2 separate regions of the Anser cygnoides genome follow, and region 2 is linked to region 1. Evidence: chromatin contacts called from public Hi-C data. All regions are on one chromosome and are shown on one strand. Each heading gives the region's core, a stretch centred on a gene start, on an enhancer-like site or on the middle of the called end of the contact. The rest is flanking DNA. Distances are from core to core; before and after follow the strand shown. Region 1 overlaps RAD51B (RAD51 paralog B). Region 2 holds the start of ZFP36L1 (ZFP36 ring finger protein like 1).

Region 1 (5,174 bases), core at 960-3,459:
GAAGGGTGGGGAATGGAAAACTGGAATTAGGAGGGGACCTGAAAAAGTCAGGCCTAAAGCTTTGTCCATGCTGCCAAAAAAATCTATTTTGCTCAATTTTGGCTAAGCAAGATAAACATTTTTTCTGGCATGTGTAGGTAGTGGCCCAAATTTGTTTGTTACAAGTGGGTTGAAAAAAATCTTCCAAAAATGCTTTTGCCTCGTCTAGTGAATTGTGCTAACTCATATTTTTACTTTGAGTTAAACAAATTTGGCCCCACAGAGACAGGCCAAACACCAAGGCAGATCAGACACAGTTGGATTTCACAGCTGTTTTTAAATTCTGTGGTTTTAGCTCTGTGGATGCGGCTTAACTGCAACATCCCGTCAGAGCTCACAGGGAAGGAGCACCCCAAGGTAGCATTCTCCAACTGTGCCAAACTTCAGGAACAGCCTACAAAGAGAGATTCAGCTCTTAAAAATCTCGATGTCTGTAGCGTAAAATCATTACAAAAATGCCCACAGCAGGCTGTGTAATACACACACACACCAAAAAAGGAAAAAAAAAAAAAAAGACACAGTTAATCTGAGAGTACTTGTTCTACAATGTGTTGTGTGTTTCACTCCATTTTGTACAACTGCAGTGGGGCTGGGTCCTAGGGTAGGTCAAAAATCTGCTTGGAAAGGTGGCAGAGGGGAAAAAAGTGGCTGAATGTTGCCTTTGCCTTTGGTTTAATGACAGTTTGGTACTTGCTTAGAGTTGGCCTAAGTAGTGTTTGTTGCCTGGTGCATGCCACCAAGGAGCTCTCCTGCTGGGTGAGGCCTAGCAAGTGCAGACGTTTGACTGGGGCCTCGTAAGGCCATAGTCAGGTTTCACTACTGCTGATCTCACAACTTATGGTCACCAGCAGATGGCCAACTGAAGGCCAACTTCTGCATTAGTTCTGGTGCTCATCTAACCCCACAGGGCATCGACTAAAGGAAGTCAGAAGTCTGTACAGACCTGTACTTTGTGGTTGGTTGACTACATCTACAAATTCTGCTGCACTTGGCATGCTGAGAAGTCCTCTCTCTGGATTTCAGGCAGTCTAATAACATCTACAGGAACTCTCTTCTCTACTCAGTCATCTATTTTCACTCATTTTCTGTGACCTCACAGATGTTTGAGGACCCCTACCTTTTTCAGACTTGGCTGAAAGCAATCAATGGCTGAAAAGGTTATATAGACTGGGATACAGAATGTGATTGCAAAAGTGTTGTCTGTGTAGAAAACCAGACTACAAAAGAACATGATAAACAGCATTAGGGGGAAGGCGACACAGCTGTATTATTTGACTCTGCTGACTGCAAACATGATTTTAGCATTTCTTCTTTCAAGCAGTGCCTTAAAGTCCTACTTGCTTCTATTCAACAGGATGTCACAACTTGAACCTGTTTGTTTTAGTTGAGCTGACAAAAGACTGGACTTATAAATGGAGATCTAACTCTCTTTATCTCAGTTCCAGTGCATGCAGAAGAGCTCATAAGGACCTGTTAAACTGATTCTGGCCATTAGAAATGTGATATATGTCCCTGGTCCTTAGCTGACAGTGCCCCACGGGACATAGGGCATTATTTTTGGATAGCTAGCTAAAGGCATCTTCGTCTTATTTACCACTGTTTTCTCTGGCTTGACTCCATTGATATATAATTGGAGGAACAACGAAGAATTGAGATACTGAGCCTGATTTTTCTGACAGACAGACTACCTACAGAACTTTGTGCTGTTGTTGGTTGTTTGGTAATAACATCTGGGACCCCTGTTCAGTATCCAGAGCCCCACAATGTAAGGCGCTGCTTACACGCAAAGAATAAAAAGATGTCCCATGCCCTTTCTGACTTCACATGTGGTTTATGGTTCGTCCAGCAACTCAGTATGTCAAACAACACCAAAACTCATGGCCAACAAAATCATAAACCATTTGAAAACAAACTCAGCTTAAAGAGACCACATGAATCACCGTGTAAATGTTGTTCAGTTGTACACTGGAAACACTCCTGACTTCTGATTGGCATGTTGATGAATTCCTACAACCGACATCATGTGACAAAAGGGCTAACCCAATATCCAGTGTTTCCTAAGTGGTCATAAATGGGATCACACTTCTTTATGAGCTCTCAGAAAGGGAAAATAGATTTTAAATTGCAGTATTGGCAAATAGAAAGGGCAGAAGGGGAAAACCAAGAACATCTCTAGTTACAATAAGTGCCCAAAACCATAGAATGAATACCAGTGCTTTATGAAAGAGTGCTGCAAACAATTTGAGCAGTCCATTTTTCTTACAGAATTTTCTAGCCATAAGCCATTCACTGTAGTTGAACAGTGACCACCAGTCCTTGCCAGCCAAAGAGAAAAAGGGGGAAAAAAACCTTTGTGCTTAAGTTGTTGTGGTCCTTTCCGGGCTTGCAGGAGTTTTGCAAATCAGTGTTCACAATCATTCAGTCATTCATTCTGTATTCAGCAGTGTCCTTGACCATACCCCCTGCCAGTAACAGGACCTTTAAGTCCAAGAGAGGAGAGAAACAACTTTTTTTTTTTTAACCAACTAGCAGAGGATGTGCTGAGCCAAAATAGAAATAGCAAGGTCAGGTCAGGGCAAGGCCCTGCATTTCATTAGCCAGGCCTGGCTAGGAGTGATTAAATATGTACAAGAGGCTTTGAATAGATCCAGGGAGGGAGGATGATATTGTGGAATACAGAAAAATCATTCTTTGGTGCTGTCAACTGACTAAATACAGGATGGTACTTAATTAGAGAGATAAAAGGAATTTATTTTAATTATTTTAATTTTGTAGAAGAGAGAGATTTTATTTTATTTTTCTGCTGAGTGTTTTGTAAGAGAGGGAGAAGAGGATCTGGTCAAAAAGCCTGGCTTAACAGAATCCAGACAGCCTCGAGGTACATGTTGACCTAGCCTGCAGTTCTCATGAATGCAACTTGATCGAGACCCAGTAAAAAGAACAAAATTACACTGGCAATGGAATCAAGGCCCTGTTAAATTTTGGAGGTGCTCCGGGTAGAAACCGATGACCTTCTGAGCACATTGGACTGCCTGTTTCATTAGACATGTTAGAAAGAATTTGAAAAGAATGGAGCTTTGAAGCAGAATAAAGTACTGTGTCAAGTGGTGCTTTGGCTGCCCAGCTTGAATTTGCTATTGGGATTGCCTGACTTAACTGACATTTTATAGCTGTATTGTAATTCTTGTATGACAATTGCATTGTTGCATAGGCACCTAGGCACTGAATGCACACTGTTTGCAGTCCTTTTCCATAGAAACTAGCTGCCCAGCTGGTAGAAATGACAATGCATTTACGTTTGTCCAGAGCACTAACAATAATGTCTTTGCAGAACTTCCAAGGGCTCTTTTCTTAAACCAGGTGTAGGAATTTGGATCTCAACTTTATACCTCTTCTGGGAGATGATTCCTCCAATGGCACGGCACTCCTTACTCTTGTGTTGGAAGGTCGGCTCAGAACCAGCTAGGAATTTCTGTATGCTCACTTTTGCATGAATCTAACTTAAAAACCGTGAAAGACTAAATGTAGTTATATTTAAGGAATTTCTTTGTCTGGACACCAGTGTATTCACAGACTGGTATAAAGATAACTGTATTTCAATCAGTATTTGTACACTGGTTCTCGTTAGCTAAATACTGCATTTTTCATCCTGGTCTGGTATATCTTAACTACACAAGAATTATTTTCTTGGTCAGTGCCAGATCTTCATTGCCCTGTTACAGTAAATAAAGCTTATAAAAAATCTTTTGGTCTTCTGAAACTTTTGACAGTGGAGCTGACATTATTGGTTTGATTTATATGTTTTCTTGCTTAGATGTCAGATTGACAGCCCTGGGAACAAAAATACTCAGATATTGCCCAAACACGCAGCATACTGCAAACTTTGCCAACCTTTCACAGCGATAGTATCTTGATCCTTGAGCGTGAGAGCATATCTAAGCCTTCAGAAGGCATTCAGTGCTGAACCCGATAGAGCCTAAGAAGTACTTTTTGTTAGATCTCATCATAATTCACGAAGGTAAACAATGACCGTGAGGTTCTTTTGTATAAAGCAATTGAACAGCCAGCCTGCCAGCAATAGCCTGGAGTTGGAATTAACAAGACCTACGTTTCAAGCTGTGGTAACTTTATCCTAAATGATTGCAGATCCTATTTTCAATCCCATGAATGAACACTTGCCCCTGGTTGTTATATCTAGGCCAGTTGTTCCACTACCAGTAACGATCGTCGGTTGTGGGCCTGGAAGTTTAGGTTGCACATTCTTGGGGATTTCTAAACTAGCACTAGTGTAAATTTAGTCTCTGAGGCTTGGTTAGAAGCAGTATTTGTCAATATATGGTTGCTGAATCAACATTGCTGTTACCATGTACCCATCACAGCAAGTTCTAACTGCTGACTGATTGTGAAACTTCTCGTTCTTTCTCTGACCCTTCCCACATCTGCTCCTCTTCTCCTTTAGAGGTTTTCCCTCTCCTGTTTCTCTAATACATTCCCTTCCCTTCATCTTCTCTCCATCCACTCCTTTTCCATTCTTTACTCCCTTCTTTTGTTAATTCCAGTCCTTTTGCCTGTCCCCATTCCTGTTTCTCTCTGCTTTCTCGCATTGCGTTTTTTCCTTCATCTGTCCCCAGTTTTTTCTCGTTTATTCATCTTTGCACTGCCTCCTATCTCCCTCTTCTCATTGGCACATGGAATAAACAGTGCAGCTACGATGAGACAGATGCTATTTACCAGCACTGTATTAAGCTATCCTGCATCATTCCTCTTTCTTGTCCTCATAGTTGCTTGTTACCAATTGCCTTAACGGTGACGTAATTAATATGCCCGATTTTATTTTTTTCCTTCCTTTTCATTAGAAAGAGAAGGAGGGGAGGAATAGGGATATACTTATTTGTCCTTTTCTCCTCCCCTGAAGCCAAGGCAGTTTGACTGTGGCTTTTTTTCTGCGCATAAGAAGGGGTAGAGGCCCTGCCTTGAAAAACTTGGCTTTTTCCTCCCTTGAGGTTTTCTTCCAGGCCCTTTTTTAAGTGAATGGAGAGGAGTGATTTTCTTGTATCGCCAGCATTCTTTTCTTTCCCTCCTCCCCTCGGCGCAGTCACGTCCCTAATTAATTGAATTCCCTACTAGACCTTTTG
Region 2 (5,174 bases), core at 1,354-3,853, 150 kb after region 1:
ACAAAATTAACAAAAAAGCATAGGTTTCGGCAATAAATACGTTTTGATAAGTTAAATAAGCTTTTTTATATTGTTGTGCAGTGACAAGCAAAATTTGCTCTCCAATTTCTGAAGTTATACAAAATTAAAAACCCAGAAAAAAAATAATAAAAAGCTTGGCGTGAGTGCTCTAAGATAGGTCTAAAGTACTCTAGAGCAAAAACCATTAAAGCTATGTCTACTGGAACTTTGTTTACACAAACTTGTGTGTGTGGAATGACTTCCGTCAGCCCCACCCCCTCTATTTCTTTATTTGTTTTTAAGATGTCACATGAATACACGGGGAAACTTTTAGCACCAAAATCGAGTCTCTCATAGTCCCATCTCTTTTTTTGTTTTGTTTTTTCATTTGCTTGTTTTCCTCCCAGTCAAAGTCCCACTCGTGTTACAATCTTTGTCCGTTCTCAGCTTGTCTTCCCGCAGACCTGAGTGGATCCAGGCAAGATGAGTCTGTAAGGGGGGAGAGCGCGCTGGATGTTAACACCTGCCCACATGCCTGCAGCTTAGCGGGAGCTGGCCAGTCGGGAAGGGACTGGGAGAGGGCGATGCGGTATGCAGCCAGTGGAGGGAGCTGGATCCGGACATTTCCTGCACATCTGGAAGTGCACAGAGCTGCTGGTGCCCTCTGCAGCTGGAGAGGTAATACAGTCACAGTGAAAGCGTTAAAAGGCACTAATTTTGTAAACGTTATTGCTTTTCATCGTAAATTTGGCACTTAAGGTTTAAGCCAGTGGGTCTACGACAGGCAGGTGGACACGTTAACATCCAGCTCCAACTATGGGGTGGGGGGAGTTCAGCTTAAAATCGTAATAGAGGTGGGGGGGAGCAAGAGGAAACCCCAGATTAGTCGTCGGAGATGGAGAGTCTGCTGAAGATGGGAAGACGTCTTGAGGTGTCCAGGATAGGGGAATCTGAGCCGCTGTGGCTGCTGCTGGAGCTGCTCAGATAGCCCTCCTGGTCAGAGAGGGAGTCCTGAGGACTGGGCGGCGAGTCAAACAAGTTGGGGGACTCGGACATGGGCCTGAACAAGAACGTGGTGGGGGAGCTCCCGCTGGGCACCTGCACCCCCATGCTGGGGGCGAAGAGACTGACCAGCTCCTGGCTGGAGAAGGTGAAGGGGTTGCTGGCGCAGTCAGGCAGGGTGGGGGAGCCCAGCAGGTCGTCGGCGCTCAGCATGGGCGGCGGGGTGATGGAAGTGGGGCTGTCCAGCAGCCCGCTGGCAGCAGTGCTGGGGAAGCCGGCGAAGCTGAAGCTGTGCTGAAGGCGGGGTCTGTCAGTGACGGCGGGCTCCCGGCCGCCCGCCACGGCGCGGCGCTCCTCGGCGTTGTGGATGAAGTGGCAGCGCGGCCCGTAAGGGCAGAAGCCGATGGTGTGGAAGGTGCGGCAGAGCTCGGTCTTGTACTTGGGGTGGCGGGTGAGGCTGCGCAGCTCGTGGATGCCGTGGGCGAACTGGCACTTGTCGCCGTACTTGCAGGCGCCGTTCTCCTCGAAGGGGCGGCACAGCTCCGTCTTGTAGCGGCTGGAGTTGACCTGGCCCCCGGGCTGCTTCTGCTGCAGCAGGCGCTCGCCGCCCTCTGAGAAGGAGCGGTCCCGAAAGCGGCTTTCCCGGGGGCCCAGCATGGGCGCGGGCTCCCCTTTCAGGCTGCTGAGGAGCTGGTTCTGGTGGAACTTGGAGTTGGGCAGGGTGACAGAGTGCCTCCTAGGGAAACCCCCGCCGGCCGGGGTGCCCACCGCCTTCCTGTCCAGCAGGCACCCGCTGACACCCGAGGGGCTGTAGTTCAGCATCTTGTTGCTCTGCGGGCAGAAAGCAAGCACCGGTCACTGCCACCGCCTCCTCCGCAACTCTCCCCGGACGGGAGGGCGACGCCGGGAGCCCTCGGAGGGCTCAGCCTCGGCGGCACGGCTCGGCACGGCTCGGCACAGCCCCCCCGCGCGTCCCACCCGTCTGCTGCGAGCAAAGCAAGCCCCGAGCCGCCCCTACGACCACCGGGGCGGCTGCTGCGGGAAGAGCCCCCCGGGGGGAAGGCGCCGGGGGCTCGGGCTGCGCCCAGCCCCGCTCCCCGCTCCCCGCCCGGGCGCGCTGCAGCGGGCGGCGGCAGGAGCACGGCCCCCGCCCGGCGCCGCCGACCGGCCCCGGCCCTGCCCGGCCCCGAAGGCGGGGAGCGGGGCCCGGGCTGAGCCGAGCGGGGCGCCCCGCCCGGCCGCCCAAGTTGCTCGCGGCCGGAGAAGGGGGAGGGGGGAAGGAAAAAGAAAAAAGGGATAAAAAGTAAAGGAAAAAAAAAAGCGCAGAGAGCCCCTGCAGGCGCCAACCCGAAGCTGCCAGCCGGCGCGGTTACCTTGCATAAAACTTCGCTCAGGTCGAAGATGGTGGGCGACACCAGGGCTGTGGACATCTTCGGCGAGCGAGGGGGGAAGCGGCAGGCGCGGCGGCAGGCAAGTGGAAGGAGTCGCGGTGTGGGTAAGGCGCAGCCTCCAGCTCGCAGCCTCCAGCGCGCTGCCTCCCCCCGCTGCTGCTAGCGCTGCCTCCGCTGCCGCCACCAGCCCGCCGCGCCCGCTCGCCGCTTCCAGCGGGCTGGGGGAAAAAGCTCAACTTATAAAGTTTCGGACTTACCCCGGGAGGAGGAGCCGGCGGCGGGAGGAAGGGGAGGAGGAGGAGGAGGACAGGGTGATTGACACCGCGACTGAATCACCCGGGCGGGCGGGCCCAGAAAAAAACTTTTCGGGAGGAAGAAGCGAGGGGGAGGGGAGGAGGGGAGGGGAAAAAAAAAAAAAAAAAAGAAAGAAAAGGAAAAAAAAAAAAAAAAAAGCGCGTCCCTTCCAGAACAGCCCCTGCGGGCAGCGCTCCCCTCCCCGCCCCGGACGCGGGAGGCGGCTGTGCGCGCGCCCGCGTGTGTGTGCGCGTGCCCGCGAGTGTGTGTGTGTGTGTGTGTGTGTGTGTGTGTGTGTGTGTGTGTGTGTGTGTGTGTGTGCGCGCGCGCGCGTGCAACGCGCGGCCCCGCGCAAAAGTGGCGCAAGTCCCGCGGCGCCGCGCGGCGCCCGCCCCTGGAGCGGGGGGTGGCGGCGCGGGGCCCCCCCGGCGGCGCGGCGGTGCCGGCTGGCTTTGTGTAGCTCGCTCCGCCGCCCCCGGGCCGCGCTGCCGCTTCTCCCGGTTTTATTGCAAGCCGGCAGGCGCTGCGGCGGGAAGGAGCTCGCAGCCGCGCTCGTGGAAGTTGCTAAAAGACGGTTTTAAAAGGGTGTTTGATACGTTTCTGCCTCTTCTCCCCGTATGCTCTCCTGCCAGTCCCCTCTGAGTTGTAAAACTGAAAAAAGAATGCGTCTCTGAGCAAGTAATCTGTTCCAGATTTCAGTAGGCACAGTGTGATTCATACCGATATTGATATGGCGGGGGGGGGGGGGGGAGGACGGGGCAGTTTCGGTGTAAAAAAACCAAAACGTCTCTAGGCTTCCTGATACCAGGGTGCCTCAGCGGCACGGCGGCTGCCCTCCAGGGCGGGCGAGGGGCCGGGGGGGCGAGGGGCCCCTTGCCGGGGTCCCCTTGGCGAGGGTCCCTCCCAGCCCCCGCAGGGACCCAGCAGGGCGCGAAGCCGAGCGGGCAGCGCCTTGAGAACTTGAAGCAACTCAGCCGCTTCCTCCGCTGTTTGCTTTAGAGTCTCAGGAGCCGGACTTTGAACTGGCGGCTGAGCTTTTTCCCCTCCTTTGCTCTTCGAGAACGGCCAAAACAACCAAGGAGAGGAACGCCCACGGGCTCCGGCTATTCCAGATTTCTTTCTTTCTTTCTTTCCTTTTTTTTTTTTTTTTTATTTACTTAGGGAGAGCAATCAGGTTCCTCGAATTTCCTTCTCTTTCTAGTTTCTTTTCTTTCGCCTTGGCCAGAAGCGAGGAGTAACCGGGGAGAGACCAGTCTATTATTTTCTGCAGTTGTTTACTGATTCTGTAGATGGTGCTTGTTCCCAGGGCTCCGAGCCTCTCTATAATTAAACCCATTTTAATTGTTAGGTTAGAAACGTCATTTCGGGGACTTTCCAAGAGTTACCGAGAAAGCCGGCCGAGATAACTATTTCACTACTGAGTTGCTCTGAGCCGTTTTTGTTTTTTTCTTTTTCTCGGCTTCCTCCCTGCTCCCTCTTGTGCTGAATTGTGCATTATTCGCTCGCCCCACGCGCGCGTATGTTTTGGAAACTTGGGGTTTGAGGTCGCGCATTTCCACGCATCGAGCAGCGAACGCCGAAGCCGAGAAGGAATTTTTTTTCCAGTGATTTAGCTTGTCAAAACCTGACTCCGTGGTGGTCTGCTTTGCATTCAGCGCGCACATGCTCGGAGCAGGAATTTAGCTGCTCGCCCCACCTCGTGGCTAAAAGTCAGAGCCCTCCAGGCCAAAGTGGGAATTTGTGTGGGCATGAATTCACACCGACTGGAGGAATGAAAAATCAGAGCCTTGCACCTTCTGCCAGAGCCTCGCAAGAACTTTGATAGATGGAAATGAATAAAGATAGGTAAATGAATAAATGAAAGTAAATTATTAAAGGAGGTTACTGAAAAAGTGAATGAATGCATGCCATGCTCATTAGCCACCTTGTGTGGGGCATGTTCCAGCGGGGACACTACCGCTGGGCCCAGGGAACGGCAATAAATGTCCAGGGCTTCTGAGCCTGTCCCACGTCCCTCTTCAGCACAGGAGCAGCATCTGTAGCATTCTTGCTCCCCAGTTCTGATGCAAGCAGATGCTAAACTTGTCTCAGAATACGCACAGATAAGGTTCCTGGTCCATGCACGCATCCAGCAGAGCAGTTAGAAACTGCTTTCCAAAATTGGAGCTGGCATATGCCAGAACGGCCTGAAAATGGGGAACGGACTAGGGGACTGCAAATGAGACGACAAGCCGGGAGGTTTAAAGAAGTACTTTTTCAAACAGCGCGTGCACGAAACTGTGGGCTCATTGGCACATGATGCTGTGGAGGTCAAAAGTATAAATGGGGTCAAAAAAGCAATTTGACAAATTTATGGAGGAAAAGTCCCTGGAGGTTTACTAAAGCCAAAGGCAGACCTGAACTGTGTGTCGCTGGACAATGCCCAGTGACGTACTGCTCTGTCATTCCCCTGCATTTTCCCCTGAGCATTGGCTGTTTTTGGAGGTA

What was found. A called contact is a pair of places that touch in the nucleus more often than the background predicts.
Region 2: a Hi-C map of liver shows a contact between it and region 1, with 2.0 times the contacts expected there. The contact joins the promoter of ZFP36L1 here to the enhancer-like site in region 1. A contact is called at or near these places in 2 of 7 Hi-C or Micro-C datasets (both in liver).

What each region holds. Positions count from the first base shown.
Region 1 is chr5:29,147,647-29,152,820 of Taihu_goose_T2T_genome, forward strand. All of the region lies in intron 10 of RAD51B (RAD51 paralog B), which reads left to right. Among named protein-coding and RNA genes, the nearest start is that of ZFP36L1, 150 kb to the right of the region's middle. Within about 2 kb of position 2,210, at least 1 of the 3 cell types and tissues checked has open chromatin away from gene starts, as enhancers often do. A contact at or near this core is called in liver, where this site is marked.
Region 2 is chr5:29,295,906-29,301,079 of Taihu_goose_T2T_genome, forward strand. It overlaps ZFP36L1 (ZFP36 ring finger protein like 1), which reads right to left and starts at 2,604. Exons shown (of 2, transcript XM_048065239.2): 1 at 2,376-2,604; 2 at 1-1,833. The coding sequence starts at 2,432. The coding sequence ends at 883. LOC125182930 (a long non-coding RNA gene) reads left to right here and starts at 2,782. Exons shown (of 4, transcript XR_010832052.1): 1 at 2,782-5,174.